Regions from separate parts of the Sparus aurata genome. Here region 1 is linked to region 2. Evidence: chromatin contacts called from public Hi-C data. All regions are on one chromosome and are shown on one strand. Each heading gives the region's core, a stretch centred on a gene start, on an enhancer-like site or on the middle of the called end of the contact. The rest is flanking DNA. Distances are from core to core; before and after follow the strand shown. Region 1 holds the start of ttk (ttk protein kinase). Region 2 holds the start of dop1a (DOP1 leucine zipper like protein A).

What was found. A called contact is a pair of places that touch in the nucleus more often than the background predicts.
Region 1: a Hi-C map of an unstated tissue shows a contact between it and region 2, with 2.1 times the contacts expected there. The contact joins the promoter of ttk here to the promoter of dop1a in region 2. A contact is called at or near these places in 2 of 2 Hi-C or Micro-C datasets (skeletal muscle and an unstated tissue).

What each region holds. Positions count from the first base shown.
Region 1 is chr17:11,105,717-11,109,984 of fSpaAur1.1, forward strand. It overlaps ttk (ttk protein kinase), which reads right to left and starts at 2,229. Exons shown (of 25, transcript XM_030392502.1): 1 at 2,089-2,229; 2 at 1,352-1,439; 3 at 1,033-1,255; 4 at 782-888; 5 at 547-690; 6 at 311-425; 7 at 141-222; 8 at 1-35. The coding sequence starts at 2,091.
Region 2 is chr17:10,863,158-10,867,531 of fSpaAur1.1, forward strand. It overlaps dop1a (DOP1 leucine zipper like protein A), which reads right to left and starts at 2,898. Exons shown (of 37, transcript XM_030394038.1): 1 at 2,500-2,898; 2 at 1,025-1,222; 3 at 677-858; 4 at 420-590. The coding sequence starts at 1,162. It overlaps ube3d (ubiquitin protein ligase E3D), which reads left to right and starts at 3,742. Exons shown (of 10, transcript XM_030392673.1): 1 at 3,742-4,017. The coding sequence starts at 3,926.

The DNA.
Region 1 (4,268 bases), core at 979-3,478, 240 kb after region 2:
TGGATAGAGAAAGGTACTATGGGAACTCTCCCTGGCTGGAACAGAAAATAAGGACTACTTGGTAATCATTTTCTAGCCATCTTGCAAAAGCATGGTAAAAAGATTTGCTATAATACAAGAAGAATCAATGTAACCCTCACCATGCCAACTGCTCTCTTGCGTTGAGATCCAGATCTCCAGCCTGGTAACAGGTCATCTGATGATGCTGCGGGGGGCTCAGTCCTGCAGAACGGAGATCAACACAAGATGTTACTTTCTTTCAATCAAATAGCGGCCTTATCAACCATTGAAAACTTAGATGTTTTCTTACTCTGAACCAAAAATACTGGAGAGCTGCAAGTCGCCTGTCCCGTCTGATATTCTGTTGACTTTTTGGAACGTGGAGCCTTTTCTGACAGACTCGTGCACATTACTGTTCGATACAACTGGCAGAAGTAAAACACAGCAAAATGTGATAGTAAGATGATGATAACATTAACAACACACAAACTCTTTTCTGAATCTAGCTATGCAATGTGATGGAATGATACATTAATAAATACTCACATGGTACATTTTCCTTATCCTCTGCACAGGACTGTTGTGTTTTCCCTGCCTGCATGCTCCGCAAAGTCGTCTCCAGCAGTTCTCGTGGTTTGGCACCCAGTTCGATCGCATTCTGTAATATGTAAATGGCTCTCTTTGTGTTGCCTAGTGAGACAACAAAGCAGACACTGAAATACCCCAGCTAACATGTCATAAGAATACCTGACAAAGACCATCAAAAAGCTCTTTTCTCTACCTTGAGAATGTTCAAACTGTGCATGTGCAATGTGAACAAATGCAAACTTCTGGCTGTGAGATCTTGCCACGGTGAAGTTGGCTTCTGCTTCATTCACATCTTGAATTCTAATGAAAGAAAAAAATATATTTTTTGAAAAGCACATCAAAATATTTTAAGTCTGGCTTACTTTATTGACTAATGAACACAGAATTAAAACTAGAATGAGGACAAAGGTGTTTGATATGTTTGTAATAACTATGGTAACTCACACTTTTAGCTCTGCAAATCTGACCAACATCCTGGCATAGCTCTCATTCTCACAGTGCTTCCCCAGTGGCATATTGGAGAATACTCGGGTATAAAAGTCAACAAGTCTGGTGAGGTGGTTTCTATCCAGGTGAGGGTCCCCCTTCTTCTCCAGGTCCGCCAAATATGACAGGCATGATTCAGGGGAGTTGGTGTGGATAACCTGGTTAATATTGTCTGTGTCATCTGTAACGAGTGCAGGGCAACAGGATGACTTTATTAAGTGTGGACATACAATATGCATGGATGATATGTATGGATGTTACAGTGTCACACCATTACCTTCATTGAGATACTTTTTTATTTTGTTCAGTTTTTGATAAATCATGGCAAGCTGCTGCTTTCTGTCAGTGTGCTCCTCTTCCTCCATCTGAAATTGTGGGGTAGAAACATTACATCAGCCCAGACAAGGTTATGCACATATCCTGAAATGAAAATATACACCGAGGACACCACATTCTGTTAAAATAATGACGATTTAATAATTCCTTACTCAATATGACAATGTGCATTAGGCCTACTCATAAGCATGACTTCAGACCTTTTAAAAATCCTTACAAGACACTATGCCAAACCGGTGACGTTATAAGAGACATTTAACATGCAAGGGAAGATGTGCTGAAAGAAAATTATACATGTTCTATTGTAACGAAGAGCAGTTGAGTATTTGTTGACATGTCGACAACAAAACTAATGCCTTTACTTTCTTGAAACGACAAGGTAAGTTGTGTACAATTGCTGCAAATCAACACATACTTCCAGTAGCATATTTAAGGCTCAAAACTGGACACCGCCTTTCCTTTACCAAATCATGTTCTCTTTCGTGTTTACAATCCGAGTTAGCTCAGATAGCTAGGTGCTAACATGAGCTAACGGCGCTGTTAACGATAACTAGGTTAGCGAACTGGCTCCCCTGCGAGTCACGCAAGCTCAGAGGAAGTCAAACGTGCACAAGGCAAAGTATAAGGCCATTTTTTAACAACATTAAAACAACACATTCCGTTTCAAAATAACCTCACCATGTTTTCGCTGTCATTAATCCCTTTTCACTCTTATGGGGCAGGAAAAAAGGCTCGACATCAACTGCCAGCTTTCAAATATCCCACTTCCGCCCAAGTCGTGTGCTGATTGGATAGATTAGGGTGACGACAGGGGTTCGTCGGGCTCTTCTTCGTTGCTTGTCTTTGAGGGCGGTTTGCATCCAGGATTTTGTATTACCGCCCTCTACTAAATTTAAATAACACTTTTGGCTGCTCTAAATTTAAAAGAAGAGTTCTTCTCCACTCCTCATCCCACTTTCTCATAAAAAAACTAACTCGATCTAGGCTCAACACAGGCCTGAACACATTTTTGGGATTCGATACGTTTATTACTGTGGTCAAGCCCGCCTCCACTCCGAAAACCCCGGTCAACCTAACCGCCAGTTATTTTGTGGTGCCTGTATGTAGTTATTATTACGGTAATGCAGTGCCAGCACAGAATTCAAAATAAAAGCAGAGACTTACGAAGCCAAGCTGCGATTTCACAGGAATTCAATCAGTCAGTCAGTCTGTTAGTTGATTGATGAATTATTAAACGATTAGTTAATCAATTAATTAAGCATTTAAGGAATTAATTCATTGATTATCAACTTAATTCATTTTACCATCCTAATTCTGATCACACTGAAGCCTTAGAAGATGGAGGCCATGACAGTTCATCTGTGTGAATAATTAGCCCAACATAAAAATAAACACAATATCTGGAGTTTTTGATGGAGAATTTCAAAATAAAAGCCCACGTAATATCAAGTCAAAATTACATTAAGAGGAAACTCCCTGTTTCTACAGACTAATTTCAGTTAAGACTGATAGTACTCCACCTCAGCCAGTCAATCAGATAATTCCAAGACGTTCTGATGTGAAATTTCTAAAATGAAAGCCCTCTAAAATGTCAAATATTTCCGATATTTCTCTCTTAATTCCAGATTCAGGAAACTATCTGTTTCCACAGGGTAATTTTACAGCAGACTTATAGTACTCCACCTCAGAGAGTCACTCATGTAATATCAGGGAGTTCTGGTGTGGAATATCAAAATTAAAGCCCTCTGAAATGTGAAATATTTTCAATATTTCCCTCAAATTCAGATTGATATTGGAGGGAAACTGCCTGTTTCCACAGACTGATTTCTCTTGAGACTAATAGTACTCCACCTCAGAAATTCCACGTCAGAACTTCCTGATATTATTTGAGTGATTCTCTGGGGTGGAAAACTATCGATCTGAACTGAAATTAGTCTGTTGAAACAGGTAGGTTTCCTTTAATGTAAATCTGAATTTGAGGGAAACATTGAAAATATTTGACTATTAAGTAGGCTTTTATTTTGAAGTTCCTCATGAGATACTCAATATACTTACAATATACTTTTTATTTTTATGTTGGACTAATTATTCACATAATTAAAATGCCATGGCCTCCATCTTCTAAGGCTTCAATGTGATCAGATTTAGTATGGTAATTTGAATTAAGTAAATAATCAATTAATTAATTCCTTAAATGCTCAATTAATTAATTAACTAATCGACTGAATGAATGCGTTCATGTGAGCTTGCAAATTGTGTTCATAAATCCGTGCTTTTATTTTGAATTCCGTTCTTGGACTGCATTACCGTAATATCTACTATACATGCACCTGAAAATAACTGGGGGCTAGCTCGGAGTGGAGGCTGGCTTGACGTCAGTCCGATATTTGTGGAGTGACGGTGAGATCGAAAAGTAGCCGAAGCGGTATGTACCGATACCTAGACTGGTATACCGATCCTTGGAGTGGAATGTCGCTGACATTCTACTGTTATTTCCCCTACACATTACGGTATGTGCCACTTGAGACTGTTACGCGATTGAAAGACTGTTGGATGGGTAACTTACCGGTGACTCGATAGCAGAAAAGTTGAGCAACATTAGCCATGTTAGCTAAGGCTAGCTCTTCCATTAGCTTTGAGTAGTTTATAGGCAGAAATGTATTAATATTACTTTACTATCATATCGCAAGAATCCGAGTGTAATTACTTTATATATGCCTACATGCCAACAACATAACATACAACAGAAATGCATATATTCCTTTATTTGAGACAATGTGTTAAGTTAGCAATGTCAATAAAGACTCAAAAAATGTATACATTTACAGCAGTACTTGCTATAAAACCAGCCCAGTGGC
Region 2 (4,374 bases), core at 1,648-4,147:
CATGTGGCAGTAATTATTATATTATTAGTAGCACCGATGATATGAATAACTTCCCAGCTTTTGTCGACATACATTAAGAATAGGATAACAAAAAAGAAAAAGCATTAAAAACAACAAAAATGACTGAAAATACGAGATGTCTTGAGACGGTTAATGTAAACACAGTGGAGACAAATGTCTGCAGATAATTCCTGGCAACAATGAACCTAGTTTAACAGTAAGGGTGTATCTAAGAGACAGAAGTCTTGGGCTGTGTCTTGAGTTTGAAACACGACTCAGATATCTCATGTATCATTCATACAATCTGAAATCAATTTCCTTCCACATTACGCGATAAAACCCTCTCTCCTAATGGCTTGTTTCCAATGCCCTCACGTATACATTAAAAGTGTTTTTCTTTCCATTCCTGCTCGTCTTACCTGTCGTAATACTCGGAGCCCTCCTCCAGGCCTGGCAGGACCCCAGTCAGTAGCCCCTGTAGTCCTGGCTTCAGCGTCTTCCCCAAGGGCAGATAGTAGGTCTCATAGAGCCCCAGCAGCACAGGCTTCACAGACATAGCAGCGTTGGAGAGTAAAGGGAATAGCCCAGAGCTGCAGCGATGAAAAAGCGAAGTCAAGATCTGATACTAGCTGCAGACTTCATTCGGCGGTCACTGTAAGTAGTACGACAGTATTACCTGTAAAGAAAGAGGTCTTTGGCCAGCCTCTTGGGTCCAATGATCTTGAAGATGATCTCGTAGGTCTCCAAGGCTTTCCGGTGCACCCCACTGGGCAGGGCGGGGTGGAGGCATTGGGCCAGCCGCTTGCCTATCGTCAACTTCTTTGGAACCACCTGGTATTTTGCATTGTTCTGCAAAACCTGGGATGTAAAGTACATACAACGGTGGGTGAGGGCAGACAAGTGTTGGTGTGCTCGTTTTTTTTTTTAAATGTATATTCAACCCTCATGTATGTCTTTTTGCCTTCACAATAACTTGCAAACTACTGCCGTGTATTTCATGCCGGGGTCTGTCTGCGATCATTACCTTGTTGAGTTTGCCCAGTGCTGAGATGAGGTCTGCCCACTCACTGGAGTACTCAAAGTTCTTGAGGGCCTTGTCCACTGCTGCCACATAGTTCCTGTACTTGGAGTCACTGAGCAGCTCCACTTCCTCTGCATTCATTCTCCTGGGTGGTTATTAAGCGCTAATGTAAAACACCAGGCACACATAGGTACATCACACCTGCGATGAAAGCACAGAAGATAAAATAACAGATTAGTCGAGTCATCCTCTTGCTTGACAATTAAGAGTTAGTCCAAGCCTATCTCAAACAGAATCTGTTGGAATATTTATCAGGGTGTAGCTGGAGCCATTTCAATAGACTGAGTCATACAATTATCATGAGGAGCAAGTCCATTACGATCTTTGTTTAGTGAGTAGGTAAGACCACTGACGCGCTGAATCATCGAATGAACTCCCCCGAAAATCTGAGAAGTGTAGAGAATACAAGGAGTCATCCATTTTCACCCAGTGCTGCTTTCACCGATATAATGCAAGGGTTTCTGCAGCTGGCGAACAGGGGAGGGATGAGTCTGATGAGTCTGATGAGTCTGAGCACGCTACATAAACAAGCTTTGATTAAAAAGGCATAAATGCTGAAGAGAGCAGCTACACATGCTAACATGAGCGTGCCAAACAAGATGTGACCTAGTGACCTTTAGTCACTCATTCCTAAGAGGGGAGTGATAGGATCTTGGGAGGAAGAGAAAAAGGCAAGGGACATATTTGTAGTATTTTCTATGAGAGACATTCTGCCCTGTCACAACAATAACAGGTGGAACTGATAACTTAAATGGTGACTCAACGTATGTGGTCATCCCAGGAAACCGTACCAGAGAGCCAACAAGCACAATTCTACTGATCCATGTTAGTAGTTACACCTGAGCCTTTCCCTGCTGTGACGCGTCAAAATGTCTGCCGTGAAACGTTGTCTTACAGCAGATAACGGAGTGGATGGACTCTTAAGAAGTAGTAGCCCGCACACTCACACAGAATTACAAAAAAAAAAAGGTGGCTAAGGGCAGTAACGTTAGTGTGGCTGAAAACTCAGGGAAATGTAAGGCTGTCTCAGAGGCTAGCTTGTGCTAGCTCAGTTATGTTTGCTTCTCAAACAGACTTAAACGAACTTCAAGTCTGGCTGTGAAGTGTCAACGACCCAGTAACGGCGGAGCAGGTACGCACACCTGTCGTCCAAACATGGTGAGCGTTTTCAGATGTAACGTTAAACGTGCAGTGCTGAAAATTTCACAAAGAAAAAAAAATACTACAAGCTCCACTTTAGCTGTGAAACACTCACTAAATATTCTAGCTTCGGTAATAAGCGTGTTACTGCCGGGAGAGGGACTGTTACAGTAACGGTTCAGCTAACAGCTACCTTGTCACTAGCTAGGAAAGGTGATTTCCGCTAACATACACGCCACTGAATATCGATTAAAATGTAAGCGCATATGAAAGCTTACCGTCAAAGGACACGGGCCAGCAACTGTCATTCAATCATGTGGCCGGTTCACCCAGTAAAAACGGCTGACAGCGTCAATAATGACACCAGCGAGCTAGCTAGCGTTGGTAGCAGGGTGTTTAAATGATGGAGATGCAGGGCCCGGTCCGATGTCACCCGCTCATACATACAGCAGGTCCCCTGACAAGAAGGCTTTGGAGGCAGACAATAGGTATCTATTTTCTACATACTCATATTTCTCTTCGTAGTGTCCCGCAGTGTGTAAATAAACAGTGATGAGCGCATCGGCAGCTTCCAGTGCCAGAGATACAAAGCGAGACGATTGACAGCTCCCAGACTGCACTGCAGATCAGCCCTACGTCCAACCATAGCGTCCAACGGCTCCGCTCTTCCGCATGGACGTCTTCCGCCCCCGAGATTTGTCAAGTCGACCGCACTGACACCAAACACCCCCGGAAATGGTGTGCCGAGTCTTCAAAATAAAAGCTGGATACTCCCCACGGACTTTACTTAAATCCTATCCTGTATTTCCCCCAAATTGAAATGTATATTATTGTATGCTATTGTTCTTGATATGTTAAATTACCCAGTGCTTCATTTATTTAGCTGCAGAACATAGCTACTCACCTCTCCAAACTCTGAAGACAGAGGCTGTGGTCTTATTTTCTTATTTTTTGTCAAAAAGATAACAACAATAAATAATTTAAACTCTGCAACATTAATGCAACTGCCCTGGGACCCCCAGGCCAAAGTCTTTAAATAACATATTCTTAAATGGCATATTCCTAAATAAAAGAGTCCCGAAAGCAAATACTTGCGCCTGGGAAACCAGTTCAATCAGACAGTGGTTCGGAGTATTACAGCAGTGAAAGGCAAAAACGTATTTGGACACCACGTGGGATTAATCCTACAATAGCAAATACACAATTTAGTTGACCAGCATGATTCACAAGGGGAATGTTTCGAAAGCTATATATTGTAAATACCCCAAACCATTGTTGGCAAATGTTGTTTCATCACTACTCTCTATCCACATGATCAAAAATGCAAGATACCTGCCTTCACTTGAAGACAGTGTTAGTCACATCCCAAACCATTAATACTGTTTACCCTCTAATTCATACACATTATAAGTATGTCGATAAAGGAGGTGAAAGACAAATCATTATGCATTGGCACTTGAAGCATTTCACTTTATTTTGAAATATCTGACCGGATGCTCTTCTTCGTCTTCGCTGTCCTTGACAGCACCGGTATTGTCACGCTGCAGACTGGTACAGCCTCTTGTGTCTACCAAGTGAGATAGACGTGCTTTATGTTTGTCTTACTTTGGATGCTATGTTACTATCCGCAGTCACCCAGTTGTAGTTTTGGTTAGTGTGCTGTTCATTTCTTTTTCCGTTCTGTCTGAATCCTGCGCTCCCTGAATGTCAGACTTGGAGATGCCAGCTAAAACACATGGAGTTGGAGTCTTCTTAGAGCTGAGGAAAAGGCTCCAGACTGGACTTCTCATTGTCGGGTAATTATTCTGAAAGATAGCGAGATAAATTAACAGAGACAGTTATTACAGCCATTTCACATGTTTGTATTTCCTAGCAAGGCTAGCCTCGAGCGTTAGCTAACTTAGCATAGATAGCTAGCGTCAGCTATACCGTTAAATGTTACGTCTCTGTTGTTTCAGTGAACCATTCAACGACATTTAAAAAAACAAATTTTTTGTACAACAATGTCTCAGGAAATTAGTTACTTAAGGAATTACTGGGTTTATCTTTCTCTGGACTAAATAAAGGGGTCTGACAGAGAAGACGCATGTTATTCTTCTGTTTGTTGTCGGTCGTGTAACAAGCATTAACATATACTAAGTTTTGACGACAAG